Regions from separate parts of the Hordeum vulgare genome. Here region 1 is linked to region 2. Evidence: chromatin contacts called from public Hi-C data. All regions are on one chromosome and are shown on one strand. The core of a region is the stretch at or near the end of the contact, and the rest is flanking DNA. Distances in the headings are between cores, read along the strand shown. Region 1 holds the start of LOC123425944 (pre-mRNA-splicing factor ATP-dependent RNA helicase DEAH7). Region 2 holds the start of LOC123425943 (SH3 domain-containing protein 3).

What was found. Hi-C and Micro-C count contacts between places; a contact is called where the count stands out from the background.
Region 1: a contact with region 2 is called in a Hi-C map of leaf, with 5 times the contacts expected there. The contact joins the promoter of LOC123425944 here to the promoter of LOC123425943 in region 2. A contact is called at or near these places in 3 of 6 Hi-C or Micro-C datasets (leaf and seedling) and 1 of 1 datasets of contacts at active chromatin or transcription factors (embryo).

The regions. Positions count from the first base shown.
Region 1 is chr2H:227,541,598-227,544,297 of MorexV3_pseudomolecules_assembly, reverse strand. It overlaps LOC123425944 (pre-mRNA-splicing factor ATP-dependent RNA helicase DEAH7), which reads right to left and starts at 1,440. Exons shown (of 15, transcript XM_045109710.1): 1 at 1,031-1,440; 2 at 641-856; 3 at 408-478; 4 at 62-287. The coding sequence starts at 1,166.
Region 2 is chr2H:226,639,765-226,642,520 of MorexV3_pseudomolecules_assembly, reverse strand. LOC123425943 (SH3 domain-containing protein 3) reads left to right here and starts at 1,296. Exons shown (of 11, transcript XM_045109709.1): 1 at 1,296-1,703; 2 at 2,125-2,263. The coding sequence starts at 2,204.

The DNA.
Region 1 (2,700 bases), core at 191-2,690, 900 kb before region 2:
CTTGCATGTTAAGCCAGTCGAGAACCAAAACATGGCAAAGAATACTATACCAACAAAATACCAGGTGTTCTTGAGCTTCTCGAGCTATAATCATCCCGACTTCTTTTGTTTGTGTAGTCAATAGATGTAGATCTGCTCCGTTCATTACGCCTACTATTTGATTCCCTGTCATCACGGTATCCTCGCTTTCCACTGCTACTATAACCAATGGATGCAGATGTCTCCCGTTCACCATGTTTGTCACGGGATCCTCTGTCATCATTGGGTTCGTACCTAGAGGCGTGGGTCTGTAAGCAAGAAGCAAATAAATGTTGAATTGCTGACTATGTTAGTAAGGTGAATACAAAGTGATGAAAATTCTAGACAGAGTAAGTCCTAAACCAAGAGAGAATGTTGTTATTACTGACTTGTTGCCGATGGGATTCATCTCGATGTCTGGGTGTAAGACCCCTTTCATTCTCATCAGTGACTGTAGATTCTGAAACAGAGTATAAAGCTTTAGTTTGACTAAGACACGTCACTGAAAATGAATAGTCAGCATACAGCCATATAACACAGTAGGAGCATATACTAGTATCTTAGTAGATATTTTACACCAAAGCTGGAAATATGGTCAACGGATCAAGAGAAGAAGAGGCACCTTTCGACGATGTTTTCTCACTGGAATTGGTTCCTCGATAACGACGAGCCACGCTGCCACGGTCACCACCGGACAGGCTGCTTGCATCATTATCTGTAGATCCTGGCCTCTCATCTTCATCCATAGAAGAAGCAGCCGTCACTACCTTCTCAGGAGGCCGCTTAAATGAATTGGTACCATCCTTTTCTCTTTTCTTGTGTGCGAGCAGGTCCAAACCTGCAAGACAGACTAGTGATTAGCTCACTTTAAATCTCTAAACTCCTGGCATGGCTACAAGTGCTAAATACGAAGTGGGATCAGCTCAGTAAGTCTACAAATCGCAAGTAGCGCCGAGTTAAACTACTACTCGAATTTAACGGTTAGAAGATATACGGCCCAAGTATATCATACCTAGTGCAGATTTCCCCGGTGGAGGCCGATACATGACCTTATCCTTGATGGGCAGTATCAGACCCTGCGCCGTGTCATCTTCCGGCCCGAGGGTGCTTGTGGTCGCGTCGAGGTCAAGCCTCCCGTCGGAACTCATCGTGGGGAGGCGTCGTTGGAGCCGGAGAGGGAGGTGGCCGGGGTGAGGACTGAGCACGTTGGCTCAATAGCGAGGTAGCGCCAGTAGACGCGTCGGGAGGGCGGCAGTGTCTCGCTCGCCGGAGTTGGGGGCGGCTGTCCGGTGGAGGAGCTGCGGCGGCGGGATAGAGAGGAGGAGGCGCCGGCTTGGGGAATCAGAGTTATGAAGAGCCAAAGAAGGCGTACGGGACGGGTTGGGTCGGTTCGGGGCACTCAAGTCTCGAGGCGGTATGGGTCGAGCAGGTGGACTTCGTGCTCGGCTCGGGCACGGAGTGGCATATTGACCGCGAGTTCCGGAGAAAGGGGATCTCCAATCTCTACTACCTAATCTTTCACTCTCGTAGGAGCATAGTTAATACGTACTGTATGATATTATCACGTCATGTATAGTCATCATTTATAATCATTTACTCCCTCCATAAACTAATATAAGAGCATTTAGAATATTACTTTAGTAATCTAAATACTCTAATATTAGTTTAGAGAGGGAGTACATAATAACCTTAGCTATAAGGTTGGTTATGAGAGTATTATTTTTTTAATTTTTTTCTGTCTCTTTCTTCATATTTAATGCATTTGCCAGAAGTAACCATATAGCTAGGCTCTTGTATAAGAGCTCACTCCTATCATTTTTTAGTCTCTCTTCTTCGCATAGACAAAAGTGCATGGTCATGGTGGTGAAATGGACTGATTCTTTTCATCAATCCCGCAGAGCCTCTTCCTCCCTTCCTCGTGTTCCCTTTGCGCTCCCCGCTGGCGGCCACTCCGGCCCCGACGGTCACCCCTCCCGCGCATGTGACCACTCGGTCCCGGCGCCCACGCTCTCATCGTCGCTACCATGGTATCTGGTTCGGCTAGCCCGAAGTCGGTCTCCTCACGACAGCAGCCGGTGGTCTCGGGGCTAGGCCTCTCTAGCTCTGATGGATCTGCGAGCTCCTCGTCTAGGGCCGCTGGAGGTGGCGAGGTGGTGTTAGAGCATATATCTCCATATGTGGTTTTGGTAATTGATGACAATTCCTATGGACTAATGGTTGCCTTAAGTTATATTTATAGGATTTGTCCATAGGCACTTCTTGAGGTTCATCTGTTGGGTTTAAGGAGTTTATATGATGACCAAGATGGTATTCAAGGTATTATCCAAAGAATGGTCATAGAGACACTAGGTAGATCAAGATCTCAGACAAAGAGTAAATCAAGATGATCAACACACAAAGCGTATAAGATGTACCGAGAGGGATCAAGTGATCCCATGGTATGGTAAGCATTGTCCATTACATGTTTGTGTACTAACCCATGGTCTTTGTGAGAGTCCTATGTGAGGATTAGGTGTGCTTCCATGGGCTTGCGTCAAAAGGAAGATCTCACACAACCCATGAAGGATGACGTCAAGTGGTGATCGTCATCAAGATTGTGGTGTGCAAGTTCAAGTGGATCAGCACGAATATATCATTGAAACTATTGTTAATGATCATGTGTTGATAAGGACAAGCTCATGT
Region 2 (2,756 bases), core at 47-2,546:
CCTGTCCTCGATCGGATGCCCGGTGATCATAGCAATATCCTCCAAAGTTATGGTCATCTCACCAAGAGGAAGGTGAAATGAGTGCGTCTCCTCCCTCCAACGGTCCGTCAGGGCGGTAAGGGCCGTGGCATTCAACCATGGTGGCGTGCCTTTAAAGTCGAGCACAAACTGAAGAAGACCCATTCTTCTAAAATAAGCCTCATACCAAGGGTCATACAAGAGAGATTCATTCGGGTTGTGCCCCCTCAACCGAAGTAGTGGAGGAACCTAAACAAACGAACACATAATTTGTTACTTCTCTCAACTTGTCACAATATGAAAATCAACCAATATAGAAAAATAATCATCAAGGCCATGATAATTACCTCTCCTCTTTCCACTAGCACCGCACGATGCTTCTGCTCGTAGAAATCATCAAGGCCCGGATATTTATTCGACTGAAACATGCTAAATAATATGAACAAATTCTTTTAGGACATGCATTCACCATCACACTTCAAAACCTAGGTTACACCTAGTGCCAAAACTACACCTAATGCAAAAAACCTAGGCATTCACCATCACAAATTTAGTTTTACTTGAAAACCTAGGCATTAATCATCACAAATTTGATTTTACTTCAAAACCTAGGTTACACCTAGTGCCAAAAAGCTCCATAAATACAAAGTTATTGCAAAAACTATTTGAAGGGATTGAAGAAGCTTACCGGCCTCTTTGATTTACCCCAAAAAACCGACAAAACGGTTGAGGGAGAAGGGAGATCGAAGGGGGGATAGGTTGGAGGAGAGAGGAGTTTTTCGCCTATGCTCGTTGTGAAGAGAGGAGGAAGAACGGGTGGTTGGTGGCGATGGGGCGGGCCGGGCAGATATCGCCCGTAGAAACGCCACCGCGCTTGGCGTTTTGGTCGTTGGGAGAAACGCCACATTACACTGGCGTTTCGGGCCTCGCAGGCAACGCCACACTAAAGTGGCGTCTCACGGTGTACCAGCAACGCCACGGATTACAACATTTTTAAAAAGAATTAGATCGTAAAATTATTTCATGGCGAGTTTATTTTATGTACATCTTTAATCAGAAGATCAGAACAGTAATTTTGTCGCGAGTACCCACGTGTGTGTTTGGGTGTGCGCATCTCAGCGAAACACACAGAGAAGAGGAGGAGCCGGAGCTGGAGGAGCAGTGGCGACACTGGGGTCTTCGTGAGAATTCTGTGGAATACCCAAGAATTTTGCGTCAATTTTTTTTACAATATACAGTATGATACATATACGGTAGAACTTGGAGGACAATACGCGCGTGAGCAGCTCCATTACTGCTCCGAGCCAGCCCGATCTCCTTTCCCCTAACCTACCTGCTAGCTCCCTCCTCCGATTCAGCCTCCCTCGCCCCATACTGCCCTCGCCTCGCCCGTCGGTCCGGCTCCGGCGGCCAGGCCGGCCCTCCCTCTCCTGCCTCCCTCGCCTCGCCCCTCAGCCCCCTCCCCTTCAGGCTTTTGCCAGGCGGGCGTCCTTCTCCCTCTCCTGCCTCCCTCGCCTCGCCCCTCCGGCCCTCTCATCCGGGCTCCGGCTTCTGCGGCGGCGCGGATCCGTCAGGCGCCAGTCCGCCGCCGGCCTCCACTGCTGCCCGGACCCCGGCCCAAGTAGCCGCTCGGCGTGGCAGCGCACCAGTGCCCTTCTCCTCACCTCCGCCCCCGGTCTACCAAGGTATTCTTTCCCTCTGTTTTCTAAACAAATCTGAAGATTTTTCAGTGATTGCTTGTAAACTGAAATTGAATTGCTTGTTTGTCGAATATTCATCCGTCCATGCCACATTGCCACTGATTTCTTAAATGATGAATTGTCAAGACTTCCATGGCAATTAAGCATGTACATTTCTCATGTGTGTATGGATAAAAGGTTTAGAAATTTGAAGAATCTATATGAGCTTTTAGTTTTGATGGCTGAGACAAAACGAATGAACAATATTATATTGTTTACAAACTTCTTAAGTTGATGCTCATTCTTTCGGTAGCCACTGCTAGCTTTGAGAGGGTATTTTCCTCGATGAAATACGTGAACAATTCGCTAAGAAACAAATTGTACATTTATTGTTCTATTATATTGAGTTGCCATTTTTTTTTAAAAGAATACCCAGGAGCAAATTCCGGGCGCCTCCACTGTGGAGGAGGAGGAGCCGGGGAGGAGGCGAGGAGAGCAGGGCACAGATGGAGGCGTTCAGGAAGCAGGCGAGCAAGTTCAAGGAGCAGGTCGCCAAGCAGCAGCAGGTGAGCACCATCCGAGATCTCATGATTTCTGCCTCGCGCGGCTTAGTCGTTGGCCGAGGGGCGAGATTTCGCCCTGACATGATTTGATGCATGGTGCGCGTGGAGGCCGCCAATGAATGAGCGAGATTGCCTGTGAACCCCGGATTTGCTATTGAAATTGCTACACTATTCCGAGGGTTTAATTCCCTAAGCTGCTATGACTGACTACATACTGTTCAACTGCCGCTGATTTAGACTACAGACTGTTTAATACGGAGTATTATGCTAAACTGCCGCCGATTCAGACTGCAGGCAGTTCACACCATAGGTTCTGTTTGGATTACCGTTTTGACACAAATACCTCTGTCGAAAAAATACAGACCTCTCCTCGTCGTTTTTTTTCCGGCTGGAAATCTGCTAGCAACCGGTAAGATACACCTGGAAAATTAATACGACTGTATTTGATTACACCGCTACCAAGCGCGGCCCTAGTGTGAAGCTACGCCGCTGGTCT